Linked DNA regions of Bombyx mori: region 1 is linked to region 2. A link is a contact called in public Hi-C data. All regions are on one chromosome and are shown on one strand. Each heading gives the region's core, a stretch centred on a gene start, on an enhancer-like site or on the middle of the called end of the contact. The rest is flanking DNA. Distances are from core to core; before and after follow the strand shown.

Region 1 (7,277 bases), core at 1,581-4,080, 50 kb before region 2:
GTGTGGTGTCGTGGGACACCGGATAGGAACGAAGTTCCTTATTATAAAAATATAAAAATTAAGTTCTATTCGAGGTATAAAGAAAATAAAACTGGAGGTTTCGCAACAACCCACGGTCTTTCGGTAACGTGCGAACTTATTGTGGTATACTTCATTCATGGTTGTTTGCATAAGAGTTAGTGTATTGCGCAAACGAACGCTCTGAGATCGTGGCCAATTAATGATAAAATAATGTTATTTTTCGTACGTTATTACAAAGGTAAGTCGTACACTGTGTGCATTACTAATTTGTACGTTATTACAAAGTTAGGTCGTACACTGTGTGCATTACTAATAAAAATCTTACGTTACGGACGTTTTTTCCCGGTTAGGGTACCCCTCTGCATAGTCCCATAAGGAACTTCGTACCAACAGTTAATTCACATGTATGTAATAACATTATTTCGAGTCACAGATTCAATACTTTTCATGAAACATTAACTCTGGTTCATAACAATATGAGAGCTCAGTTGTCTACTGAATAAACAACCGGTTCACGTAAGCGCGTCCCTACGAACAATACAGTTGCCATCTCGGCGAAAAAAAAACGCTCTAGATAAGATTACATTCTTGCTTGTGACATTTCGATTCGAACGTGTCTACACGTATGCTCGGCAATGTTCCTCTGGTCCATGCGATTGTGAACAAGTGTCCGTGTATGTGCGATGATGTCGCTATTCATGCGTTAACCGGATACCCCCCATTCAACCGTCGCTGAATGAATGCAACCGAATGGTATTTCATCTCAAGATTTGTGTTGCTGCGTTGAAGCAGATCTGCAGGTCGCCCGCCGTGGGGGCGTGAGAAGTGCGGGGAGGTTCGAACCGCCCGGCAACTGCGCCATAACTGCGACGCGCACGTACAACCAGACACAATCGCAATTATTATTAACAGATATACATACGTGTGCGCGCGAGAATGGCACGGTTAAATGTAGAGTGTAACACAAACGAACCTAATGTTTGCTCCTTCATACTATTCGCACTAATTACCTACAGAACCAATTCACTGTGGGGGACAATATTGATAGTTTGTATGTACAATACTTGCGTAGAGCTCAGCCCACCGGATGTTAAGTGGCTACTGGAGCCCATAGACATCTACAACGTAGACGCGCCACCCACCTTGAGATACAAGTTCTAAAGTCTCAGTATAGTTACAACGGCTGCCCCGCCCTTCGAACCGAAACGCGTTACTGCTTCACGGCAGAAATAGGCGGAGTGGTGGTACCTACCCGCGCGGACTCACAAGAGGTCCTACCACCAGTACAGCATAAAGAGACGCGGTGTAAAACAATCTTCTATCACCGTGCACGTGATCTAGCACCGTGACACGACACGATAACAATATTATTTGTTGCGCGGATCCAATGACACGCGAATTCCAGAAACTACGAGACTTTATGAACGCTCACGACGCACTTGTGGGTCGTTGCTCAAAGACAAACCAATTTAGAACTTCGGAGAATCAGTACTCCCGTCTCGAGTTCTAGGGAGTACAAGTATAATAAAGGCAATCAGTAATGCTTCGAACGCGTTCAATTAACTTAATTCACTGCTAACTTACCGAGACGAATTCATAATTAGAACATGCGGGATAAAACACTGATGACCTACTACTTGTTACATGAGACTAGACCAAAATTTGGGGGTCAATCCATAAATTGAAAAGACAAAGTTTTTGTCCGTTAATATATTATTTAATTATTATCGAACGCAGATATTAAGTATTAAGCGGCAGGCAGCGGCTTGGCTCTGCCCCTGGCATTGCTGAAGTCCATGGGCGACGGTAACCATTCACCATCAGGTGGTCCGTATGCTCGTCTGCCTACAAGGGCAATAAAAAAAAAAGATATAGTAAACGTATTTCTCTGTTGTTATATTTATAGTAATGAAATACGTTAATTGAAATTCATAATACTGTTTGTGACTTACTTTGTAGTTAGTATACGTAGACACGTTTCACTGTCCCACAACCTGAAATCAAAACAGAGGTCGATCAATATTTAAGGTCAACGCAAATTGCCAATTAGCCCGAACAATAACTTGATTTAGAATTGAGTTATCGCCCGTCGCGTCGCCGTCGGCCGGGAAACGCGAGCGTCCGAAAATGTGGGGCGTTGTAGTAGTTACGTTGAAATGGACAATGCGCATAAAAAATCAATAAGTGCCGGCCGGGCATGGCCTTGCTGGAGGTCGGTTTACGGCCCTGGGACAAGCCGCCTGCCTGCCTGCCTCTCCTCCCCGCCGCGCCGCACTTTTAACGTTGAAACAAAAAGATCTCGCAAAGTTTCGAGCGCTCCATCCATCTCTTAAACGTTGGGTAAAGAAGATTATTGTGTGTTAAAAACTTAATATTTTTGAACTACTTAATTACGTCAACCTTACATTTTCAAAAGTAATTTAGTCAAACTTTAACATTTAAACTATACATAGGTGGTAGGCAGCGGCTTGACTCTGCCCCTGGCATTGCTGAAGTCCATGGGCGATGGTAACCACTCATCATCAGCTGGGCCGTATGCTCGTCTGCCTACAAGGGCAATAAAAAAAAACATAATATTTTCATTACTTTTGAAAGTAAACACTAACTAAATTTACATGAATTTCTTAGCTCATTGTTTTCAAATAGAACATGAACATTACTATAAAGAAAATGAAAAAAAAACCTCAAACAACCACACCGCTAACCCAATAAAATAATTACGATCAATAACAACTGATAAGCTATCACGAAGCACTAAACTTGATAACGGCGCTGCTGCACCCCGACATAATATAAACTTGGCCATAGTTCAAAGAGTAAACGCCGTCCTATCCATACCGTGCCAAGAGCAATATTTTTAGACGCCGAATGACACAGCAATTTCTGAATACGTAACTACTATATTCGACCGAATGCAGGGATAAACAAACAAAAAAATGGTAAATTTATAGCTAGCGCCTAAAACCATTGGAATTCAATGGTTCGACGTAAAGAATTCGACTTCGGTATCTAAATAGCCGTGCCGTCCGAAGTCGTGTGACGTCAGTCAAAATAAATCACATTCGTTGACGCTCTTTAGACGTAAGAGAATTGAAGAGAACTATTGGAGTTTACTCCTTAAGAATCGATTTACATATATAGGCCCGGGGTATGAAAATTATGGGGACCAAAATCGTACTAGAGAGTATAGCATGTCACACGAAATGCGTTATGCGCCTGATTGGCTCCTGATTGCGTGATGCGTGCGCGCGCCAATCAGGAGCCAACGCGCGGCCGCGTTATCGCAGGTGACGCCGGGCTGCTGCGCCGGCAGTCCGCCACAAAGCCTCGTACTGATCGCGCGTTTCTCTCATTATTGTATTTTCATATATTTGTTAGTCGTTTGTTTTGTGTCTCGTTAATTTGTTAATAATCTGTAGTGTATCGTGTTGTCGTAATATAGAACTATTTCTCGTATTGTTTCGTTTAATTTACCGACATCGTTTTGCTTGTGGTCGGACGCCGTTCGGGTTCGATTCCTGAACGTATCAACTGTTAGTGGGTTGATACCCGAATATAACCCGCTACAAATCATTTATTAATAAAGCTTATTAAATATAAACAATTCCTTCTATCAGTGAATGGACAACTTATATATTAATTGTAAAAGTGAATTATATAGACTTACTTAATTACCGCATCCACGTGTTCCGCAACTCCCGGATCATTCTCACTAGAATACGTAACTTCCATATTTTACTGTATTCAACTGACACAAATTTATATTTATATCCAGTAAACTCCAGTCGTGCGTCGGAGCGGACACACACACTTTTTGGAGTTTACTCCTTTAGAATCGATTTACATATATAGGCCCGGGGTATGAAAATTATGGGGACCAAAATCGTACTAGCATGTCACACGAAATGCGTTATGCGCCTGATTGGCTCCTGATTGCGTGATGCGTGCGCGCGCCAATCAGGAGCCAACGCGCGGCCGCGTTATCGCAGGTGACGCCGGGCTGCTGCGCCGGCAGTCCGCCACAAAGCCTCGTACTGATCGCGCGTTTCTCTCATTATTGTATTTTCATATATTTGTTAGTCGTTTGTTTTGTGTCTCGTTAATTTGTTAATAATCTGTAGTGTATCGTGTTGTCGTAATATAGAACTATTTCTCGTATTGTTTCGTTTAATTTTTTATATCCAGTAAACTCCAGTCGTGCGTCGGAGCGGACACACACACTTTTTTTTTTTTAATTTTTTTAGGCATTTTGTGACTTGGTAACTAAGACCTTTAAGTCATGTCTTATTTTAATTTATATTCTTAATTATAAGGAGTGAAATGAAATGAAATGAAAATGATTGAGACATTAATCAACTGGGATGAAATTAAATGAAATAAGATGAGATGAAATATAATCTCAGTAAAATGGTGGTCATTTACTGAGATTTTTTCAGTGGGCTTTTTGGAGGATCCCGTGAAGTTACGTCCAGCGGCTTTGTTTCATTTCCCACATTTGTGCACTTTCACAGATATTAAACAGTTAAAAAACCACCGTTATTACACATTTAAACCTGAAGAAACACTAAATAGAGAAAATAAAACAAATCACACAACTTCACTCCTCGCGTTCCCGCCAAATAGTCGAAGAGAATTAATAAGCATTACTTATAAGAGCAACGTAACTAAGTAAGTAGTAACGCTAGTCGATAACGATCGATGGCTTAAAAAACGAGGATTTTAAAATATTTTAACATCTGTTATTTACAAACGAAATCGAGTGATTGAATAATGTAATCAAATATATAATTGAATATAGTAAATTGAGCAAATAACACAAAACTATTAATAATTATTGAAAGGATTCAAACGTGCAAACTATGTACTTCTTTTTATATTTTATGTAATTATCATTTTATATTTTCTTGGGTGGACGAATAAGCTCAGGGCCCACCGTGGTAGGCAGCGGCTTGGCTCTGCCCCTGGCATTGCTGAAGTCCATGGGCGACGGTAACCACTCACCATCAGGTGGACCGTATGCTCGACTGCCTACAAAGGCAATAAAAAAAAACCTGAACTTATCTAGTTATCGGAAATCATGAACATCATGATCCTTAAATAATGAAATTATTATTTAAGCCTATATGAAATAACACAAAACATTTCTTAATTGGAGATTCTATGTTTCAATGTGTACTTTGTGTATGAATTTCACGAAACATTAATACTAATGACAGAGTCGAAAATTAGTCGAACATCGAAATATGTTGAAAAAAGCAATTGACATATTTTTTATGGTACCGGTTAAATACAATTTAATGGAAATCACGTGTGTTCGTATCGTTCGTTTCAAATTTGCAAAACAGAAAACATTAATTAAATACATTATCTATATATTAATACGTGAAGCAAAAACTTTGTATCCCTTTTTACGAAAATTGCGCGGACGGAGGAGTATGAAATTTTCTACACTTACAGAATATAGAGAAGAAGTGCACAATGCTAATATTTTTTTAAAAATAATGCATAAAAGATACATTAAATCAATAAAGAAAACATTACACACACTACATTCCATGTATTTGAGGCACACACGCATGCATACTATTTATTGTCAAACTTGACTTGACGTCTGTTGTCAAGTTAAGAATAGATTAAATATTGTTTGTCTTTATTAATATTTCTTTATAGAGTAGCCTTGGCGAAATTTGTGATTATAGAAGTATAAAATACAATCATAATAGTGTACAAACTTACAATTCCAATTAATTATAGTCGAATTTCGACTACTGCAGGACCTCTACGTTTTGTTAATCCACCTACCGCTAGAACGTTCGTTTTAACCACGCCCAAATAAAACCATTATTCATTTACAACAAATGTTACCTTATCGGTAAAGTTATGTGCCTATCGATAAGTTCTACGTATTTTTGGCGTAAAGCGGTTAAGTATATTTGGAGCGTAGGAAAGTACAGCCGTAAAAGCTTACACACTCTACTAACACATTATAATACTGTTACCGCCTCATCGATCTTAAGCCATTTAGTAGGTTCGTAGCCCGCCTTCGTTCAGTCACGCATTACTCTGAACTTGACCTTAGTTAGAATCATCAATCATTCCTTATTATAAGTATTGTAATAAGACCAATGGAGATTGGTTTACACGGTTCTAATGATTGCATTTCACTTAGGGCATATGTATAAGTAATTAAAATACGTGGTTAAAGTAAATTTCATCCAATTTTGATGTTCATATTTTTTTTATTGCTTAGATGGGTAGACGAGCTCACAGCCCACCTGGTGTTAAGTGGTTACTGGAGCCCATAGACATTTACAACGTAAATGCGCCACCCACCTTGAGATATAAGTTCTAAGGTCTCAGTGTAGTTACAACGGCTGCCCTACCCTTCAAACCGAAACGCATTACTGCTTCACGGCAGAAATAGGCAGGGCGGTGGTACCTACCCGTGCGGACTCACAAGAGGTCCTACCACCAGTAATTACGCAAATTATAATTTTGTGGGTTTGATTTCTATTACACGATGTTATTCCTTCACCGTGGAAGTCAATCGTGAACATTTGTTAAGTACGTATTTCATTAGAAAAATTGGTACCCGCATGCGGGATTCGAACACCGGTGCATCGCTAGATACGAATGCACCGAACGTCTTATCCTTTACGCCACGACGACTTCAAAGATATAAATGTTCAAGTGCCATGATGAAATATCATACATGTATATTACCTATTGACGTTACATTGCTGGATCTTCGGATGTTTCACTTTCAGACTTAAAGGGTCTCAAGTCAGCATTGTTATACTGGTTAAATACCAGTATAACAATGCTGACTTGAGACCCGACACAGTTAGTACCGTCGGGTAAACTAAGCATCAAGTTACATGTTACTTTATTTTGGTGGTGTATTATTTTGTAAGAATTACACCAATATAAATATTTTAAGAATACACATAATATATCTTTTTATAAAAAAAACCGTTGCGAGTTCTTAAATAGCTTCACGACGAAAATCAATCAGACTAGAACGAACCCATCTAGGTATTGCCGCCTGTGCCCAATGACATGCCATTCTTCAAATGCGGCTTAAATAGAAAGATCGAGAATTTTTTAAACACGTTCGACGTGTCCACGAATAGCAGTGAGAAACGTTGAAGTGGACCACAGGCACTGCCTCTAATGACACTATCTTAAAGCATAGCATGCTTACCAAATGTATGTTGAAGAATTTTGATTCTAAACCCGAGACACAACGAAATTTG
Region 2 (7,554 bases), core at 4,653-7,152:
TTTATGTTGTTATATCATTGGTGATAAACGTAAGAGCCGTTACTTCAGTGACGCGTTGAGAAATTTCGTCTATTATTAATTCACAATCGGTTGACAAGTAAAACATATTATGCATCAATTTTAAATTACCTGTGAATCCACAATTCATCGCTCGTTTTAAAGTAAATCGTGAGAACAATGTGCAACGAAGTTATTCACATAATATTTCGAATAAGGTCAACGCGCAATTTAAATACTGACGTGTTTAGTGTGGAGTTTTTAATGGTTTCTCATGTACACAGATTATCGAACTTTTACGTGTGTACGTTTTTCATAATCGTTTCTCTGAGCATGTTGATACAGCATTCATGCAATTGACACCAGACCACATTCTTAAATATTCGATTGTAACGAAGTCACTTAATTGAAAGTAATTTTGAAAGATGATAGTAGCGTAGCGTTTTTATACGTAGACTTCAAAATATGTATATTTTTTAAATTAATACGTGAAGCAAAAACTTTGTATCCCTTTTTACGAAAATTGCGCGGACGGAGGAGTATGAAATTTTCCACACTTATAGAGAATATAGAGAAGAAGTGCACAATGCTAATATATTTTTTAAATAATGCATAAAAGATACATTAAATCAATAAAGAAAACATTACACACCTACATACCATGTATTTGACGCACACACGCATGCATACTATTTATTGTCAAACTTTTGTTCTTGACGTCTGTCGTCAAATTGAGGATAGATTAAATATTGTTTGACTTTGTTAGTATTTTTTATAGTGTAGTCTTGGCGAAATTTGTGATTATAGAAGTAAAAAATACAATCATAATAGTCTACAAACTTACAATTCCAATTAATTTTAGTCGAATTTCAACTACTGCGGGACCTTTAGTATTTTTTAAAGTTCAAGCCTATGTATGACTCTGTCGCATCTTCAAACATAAACCGATTCAAACTATTCAAAGCTTTTTTGATGGCGCCTGTTATTGGTATTGTATTAAATAAATCCTATCCACTCTTTCCAGTTTGGCTTTTTCCTAATTACGCGCTAGTAATTCAAAATAGATAATTGATATTTTATGTGACGTCTTCATTTACTTATTTGAAATTTAACTTTCAACTAAAAATATTTAATCGACTTTTCTTAACATATTTTTGAAGTGAAAACTTCTTCGATCAATAATACTACTAGATTCGCGATTAGCGCTTCAAAAGCGGCCCGAAAAATAAGACCACAAATTTATTTGTGGTCTTATTTCAAATTAGTATGGTCCAATCATAGCCAACACTAAGACGTCAAAACGCTGCACTGCGCGTTCAAAAACGGAGTAAAAAACCACCGTAACACCAAGGTTTTGGAAGGAATATATTTTTTTGGTAAATTTATATTATTAAGTGTTTTTCATAAAATAATAAACACAATTATATTGTAAATAAAACACAATTTACGAATATTGTAATTGTTTGGCCAATGTTTGCAACAAGGCACCAACTAATGTAACAAACATCACCTATTCTTGGACAGGGAATGCATAGAGTAGTTTTGTTATTTTATAATGTTATTTTTGTTTGTAGATTTCCTAGTAGCCCCTTGTCGCTGTGCACAATGGATATATATTGTCGCGAAAGAAAGAGGAGAAGAAATATAGAACTCTTATAAAAATTCTAGAATTGTTCAATGGTGGTGGCAAATCAATGCAAAAAAGTATTAAAAAAACTTTATAATATGTATGTGTAAATATTTTAAGCGTATATGCTGAAAAGGATTTGTTTTCTGGGGGAAACGAACACAGCCATAAAATAAGCCTAAATTAAACTGATTATAGAAAAATTCATTGATATAAGATTACATTATATTTGTAAAAAAGAAACCGCTCATATAAAAATGACTTCTAAAAGACAGCTTTATAACAAACTGAATCTGTTTAAAGTTAATTAAACCTACATTATTGTTTTAATAACTTCTGTATAAAGAATACGTGGAAAACATGTTTCGTGTTTCCTTTCATATTTTTTTTACTTTATTCAATTTTATTTTTTATCACCTATTTGTTGTAATAGCGGCAATGTAAAATATTATCTACTACTTTTTTGAATCGGTCAAAAATAGTTGCGACCATACAAAACAAACCTAAAACAAATATGTATATTCTGCAACTCTATGTCTTTCAATACTTACTGTGTTCTGAGCATTGAAATGTAATACCAAGAACTACATCTAGTTCCACAATACAATAAGCACGAAATTTTAAACAAATATTTTTAACCTTATAAATTAGGCTTTAAGTATCATTTTAGAATAAATATTTTTGTACTGATGACTTTTTATGTTCAAGTGACATTTTAAATTTATTCCATAATATTCTTTTTCTGACGAAAGGACCTAAATACATATATTTTGCAATGGTAATTAAACTTTATGTTTAAGTCTTAAGGTTTATAATAAACTGAAGTCGTTAACATTATTAAACTTTTTTCTAAGAAATGAAGATGTTTTCGTGTCTGCAAACGTGGCCACTGGAGCGTCTTATTTTTGTTCCTGATCCGTAATCTAGTACTATTATTGATCGAAGGAAAACTTCTTTAGAATTGTTGTGATTTCAAACCGGATGCAACGGAAAAAACGACAGGTAAGAGACACAAATACAAAAATGTGTAGGATGAAGCCAGCAAAGAATGAGACAGAAATATACATACTATTTAATACAGCGCCATCTGTGAGATTTAATACTAACGTGTGTATGAAAGCTCTTGTAGTGAATTTTAATTTAGGATTATACGTGAAATTAAAATATCAATTCACAGAGTGCGTTACCTTACAATTATTTACTAATGACAAAAATTTTCATATACTTAAGACGTTTAGGATAATTGTATTTTAATTTTGGAAGGTTTCACTTCTACCACGTGTGAATTGCACACATTTTGTTTTTTTTTTACTAAGAAATTTTCTACTGATGACTTCAAGGCCAACTTCACGGTATAATCATACATACGTGAAGATAAGACGCAAGTGCCGACACTCGCATACATGTAACTATTGTTAGGTGCCATTATACGTTTATCATCCAATTGACGGACGGGTAGAAATAGCCACTTAAACTTTGCTATGTAAAAAATTGGGTTGGCAAATTATGCTCGGTTGCTAAAAGAAAAATGACAATTTTATGGAACAAATTTGAAGTAAAATAATTCCTATGATTATGAAACTCAATCATGAACCATAGAAATATATATTTTAACTACATACTACACTTAAATTCTTAGTGCTTAAAGTTGATGGAAGTTTTTTTCTTTTTTTTTTATTGCCCTTGTAGGCATACGAGCATACGCCTCACCTGACGGTGAGTGATTACCATCGCCCATGGACTTCAGCAATGCCAGGGGCAGAGCCAAGCCGCTGCCTACCATTGAGTATTCTCCACAAGCCTCGTTTGAAGAAGGACAAGTCATAGCGCTCAGAAAACACTGTGGAGGGAAGCTTATTCCAAAGTGAGACTAAAAGGGGTCTTGCAGCCCCAAGTTATTACTAACTTCTGCGGGAACTGTCTGCAAACTCTCTAATCGCTCACCTCATTTCGTTCTAATACCTATACTAAGCACAGAGGACCACCATGGTCATTACTCTGTCATATCTATTAGCCACAATAATTAGAGTTCTACTGAGATTTACATTTTATGTTTCAAGATGAAAAACTGCACAATTGTAGTTTTTAGGTTCCGATAACCACTTGACTAGGAGGAACATGATGCCAGTCCATGTATGAACAATTTCTTTTTATTTAAATCAATATTTTGTATGACTTATACGAGTAAGCACATGTAATTAAATTTAATTCTGTCATAGAATACTATTCGTGCTCTGCCCAGCTAATAAACAGAAAAATCTCACCACTAACATAAACTTCACCACTACACCGTCATTTCTCATAAATAGATGATAAGCTAATACATTAAAGGTTCACTCATTGTCCAGAGGATTTTAAACAATCTGACTTTTTAATGAAAATATGTTGCTCTATATTGTTAATTTAATAATTACATATAATTAGTATAACTAATATGTACATAAGTGACAGTTTTGCCCTAGTATATACACACACACCAATCATGATATTGTCATTGGCCAATATTTGCCCTTTTACAATCTATATTGACACACAATCCACTAAAGTATGGAGGATACAATATATTAGAGACAGTAAAATTAGGTCGGCTCCTGTTTATCTTTAAAGGACCCTGCTTATTTAATGAGTATCAAGACTACAATACAATAATTAACTTAATTTGATTTAAATGAATGAAATGAAAATGAATAATTCAGTTAGATAAACCAACACAAAACAAATTACCACATTACTGTTCGACTTGAAGAAGTTTAATTTTCTCTTGATTATTTTTGCGATTAAGAAGACCTAGAAGTCTGGGTAAATATATCCAGAAATATAAATCAATTAAATTATTCATTCCTTAAACTGTATTTACTTAATCATATGAAACATTTAAAAAAAGATTTCTGTTTTAAGTTTTATTTCTAAAGGCTATGAAAAGTTCACATAATATTAAAACACAATGTATATTTAGGGATAGTTAAGATCCAAATCCAAACTTTCATCGATTTGCAATAGCAAAGTTAAATGAGTGACTAATCATTCCGAAGAACATTTTAGTGTTTTAGAAAATAAAAGTTGTAGAAGTAGTATCTTTCATCAGTATCAATATCTTGAGTGCTGTTATTCTAAATAATTTTCAAATTTTTTGTAAGAGAAATTCATATTTTCTTTTTAGTTAAAATAACTTTATATTGCTTTCCGCCAGTTTAGTTGTGTACTTGATTTAATATTAGTGATTTAAATATTTTAGTTGTGTTACCTCAAAAGTATTTTTATAATAGCAAAATTTGCAAATAGACACTCGGTTCATGTTTAAAAGTTTTGTTATTTTGTAGCATCGTAAACAATATTTCGGCCAATCTCACCTCGTGACATTTAATTGTACAAATTCCAGAGTTATCAGCTCACACACATCACAACCTCACAATTGTCACAAGTTTATTGAAACCGAACTAAATGCTTGATTCTCATTTTAACGACTATTAGTGTTAAGTAATATGAGTCTAAATTCTAGGTAGAGTTTTCTAGAATAGCCGAATCACGATCAACACGTTCTCGTGCGAGCAAGAGATGACGCGTCGGCGTCGCCGCGGGAATGTCGTCGGTCCTCATCGCCACGGCGAGGCAATCACCGCGCACCGATACTATCCGCTTCGACGCTACTTTCAACTTAGCAATTTCGTCAAAGTCAACATAAATAACACTTCGAGTTTATACCTCGCATCACCAAAATTTAAGTCGTTTAGAAAATTAACTTACCGTAAATAAGCGAAATCCAACAACAAAGACCAGCCACGCGCTCCTATTACAGGACACTCACAAATCACGAATGCACAAGGTATATGAGTAAACTAAAATCACAAAATCGTCAATTTTATGAACAGCCGGCTTGCTGAGTCAGTTAGAAGAAAGTTCTTCAGTTTATCGTAGGTAAATTCACTAAACGAAGAAACTAAGCCGCGAAGCACCGCCAGCTACATACAAAATGGCGGATTTGCGTAACGAAAGTGACGCGCTGACGCGCCGATGCTGACAAATAATGGTAGAGTCAGTTAATATTTGTCTATGACAAGTAATTTGACGGCTTTGTTGTAGTCGATTTTGCTTAAAACCGATTTCGTCGCCTTCAGTAAAATTTAACTTTTAAATCTACACAAACACAAAAATATATTTGATTTTTTTACAGAAATAACTATTACAAATTACCCTATCGTTAAAATTCAATATAGATATAAAACTATAAACATATTTGATATTTTTAACAATCAATCAATTCAATTTTGGACACAAACAACGTCGTTTGAATTCGTCGCTTGGCTTAAACCATAACCAATCACCATCAGGTGGGCCATATGCTCGTCTACCTACAACGGCAACAAAAAAAATAAAAAAAGTTAGGATTGGACGAATGATTCATTAAGTTTCCACTAACTTGCGGGGGAAGTTCAAAACGTACAAGTCAAATACCTTTAGCTGTGCGTTGGAATCTGGCCTTCCGGCTTCTATCTTCCTTCTTACTTCTTGTATCCTCACCGCTGAGGGTCATGACTTTTGTGGAGTAGTTTCTGATGGGTTACTTTTTAGCACACTGCAATAAGTCTCCGGTGGAAGAGTGGATAAACATCGGACTAGTTTTATTTCAAATAATTGTAAGTAGTAATAACACGTAGTAACAAATAGTAATATTAACATATTGGGTACACAATCCAACATTTTGTTATTATCTTAACGTTAAAATAGAAGAATAATTAACACGGACGGAATATATTATGCAGTTACCTTATACAAATAGTTTTTTTCAGCATTAGTATGTTAATTTCTGAATCTTGTTCCATATTATTAAAATATCTGTGACAAGCATGTATAAATCATAGATAGCCAAAATTATGATGGGATATACTCGGGTCCTTCCTAAAAGTCAGAGTACTGAAATCCAGCTTATTATTTCATTTCATCTCATGTCATTACATTTTATTTGATTTCATTCAATTTCCTTTTGGTATTGCCGATAGTTCAACTTTTTCATTCCGCTCCTTTTCATTTTTCGAATTAAAAATGTAGGTATGTGAATCATAAAAATTGAAGAACTAAACTCGATACTGGCAGCAATGACATCTTAAAAAAACCGTCTGCCATACTGAAAAAAATAAGAATGTATTGTCTTTGGTTTGCGTTCTGAAATAAAGAAGACTTGAGAAATTTTCTTCATTAAAAGCTGTTTCTGGGGAAGAAATTACAATTATTGGGCAAATTATACATATATTAAGATAAAGAGATACTGGAGGAGATTGCGAAAACAGTTGTTTTAATCTTTAAATGGAAGAGTTTTAGAGGAAAGAAAACAACTGTTGAACTCAGCAGGCAACTATTTTTGAACTTGAAAATCAATCCTTCATCTCTGTGAAATCGCTTGCAAATGACAGAGACAAAATACAAATTTAGCTTGCTCAACTCGCTGGCTGATGAACCACAGGAACATTTGTTTGTCAAAAGAAAAAGATACCCACAACGCAAGGAGTTGATTAAAGGCTCGAATTCAATGAATTAGAGTTAGTATTATTTATTCGGATTTTACGCTTAATGAACTATCATGAAATCAGATTTCAAGTGAAATTATTTGTTTTTGAAAAGTTTCCATTACATTGCGGAATTAATTATATTGCAAGTATTCATTACGTCGTGGTTTTGCGTCCATTTACAAATATTAAGTCAGCTGAGTTTTGTTTTTATTTATATAGGTCATAATTTTGCAATCATCAGCCCGCTCAGACGAATATCGTTTTCAAAATGAATGAGATCAAATCTATGGAGCATGCGACATTGAAGGTAAGTTTAAAATTGTCTATAAAAATGACATCAGCCCTTTTTCTACATGATGGATCGAAACAGATCGATTTAAAAGCCTCGAATATTCGAGTATAAAAAATATGGCAAAAAACTATTCT

What was found. Hi-C and Micro-C count contacts between places; a contact is called where the count stands out from the background.
Region 1: a Hi-C map of middle silk gland shows a contact between it and region 2, with 1.7 times the contacts expected there. The contact joins the enhancer-like site here to the promoter of LOC101736219 in region 2. A contact is called at or near these places in 3 of 7 Hi-C or Micro-C datasets (middle silk gland and whole pupa).

Annotation. Positions count from the first base shown.
Region 1 is chr26:10,008,179-10,015,455 of ASM3026992v2, reverse strand. It overlaps LOC101736219 (C-terminal-binding protein), which reads right to left. Exons shown (of 14, transcript XM_062676354.1): 2 at 1,974-2,015. Among protein-coding and RNA genes, the nearest start is that of LOC101736219, 49 kb to the right of the region's middle. Within about 2 kb of position 2,830, at least 6 of the 8 cell types and tissues checked have open chromatin away from gene starts, as enhancers often do.
Region 2 is chr26:9,960,708-9,968,261 of ASM3026992v2, reverse strand. It overlaps LOC101736219 (C-terminal-binding protein), which reads right to left and starts at 5,902. Exons shown (of 14, transcript XM_062676354.1): 1 at 5,369-5,902. It overlaps LOC101742668 (E3 ubiquitin-protein transferase MAEA), which reads left to right and starts at 6,805. Exons shown (of 10, transcript XM_012691475.4): 1 at 6,805-7,158; 2 at 7,348-7,435. The coding sequence starts at 7,397.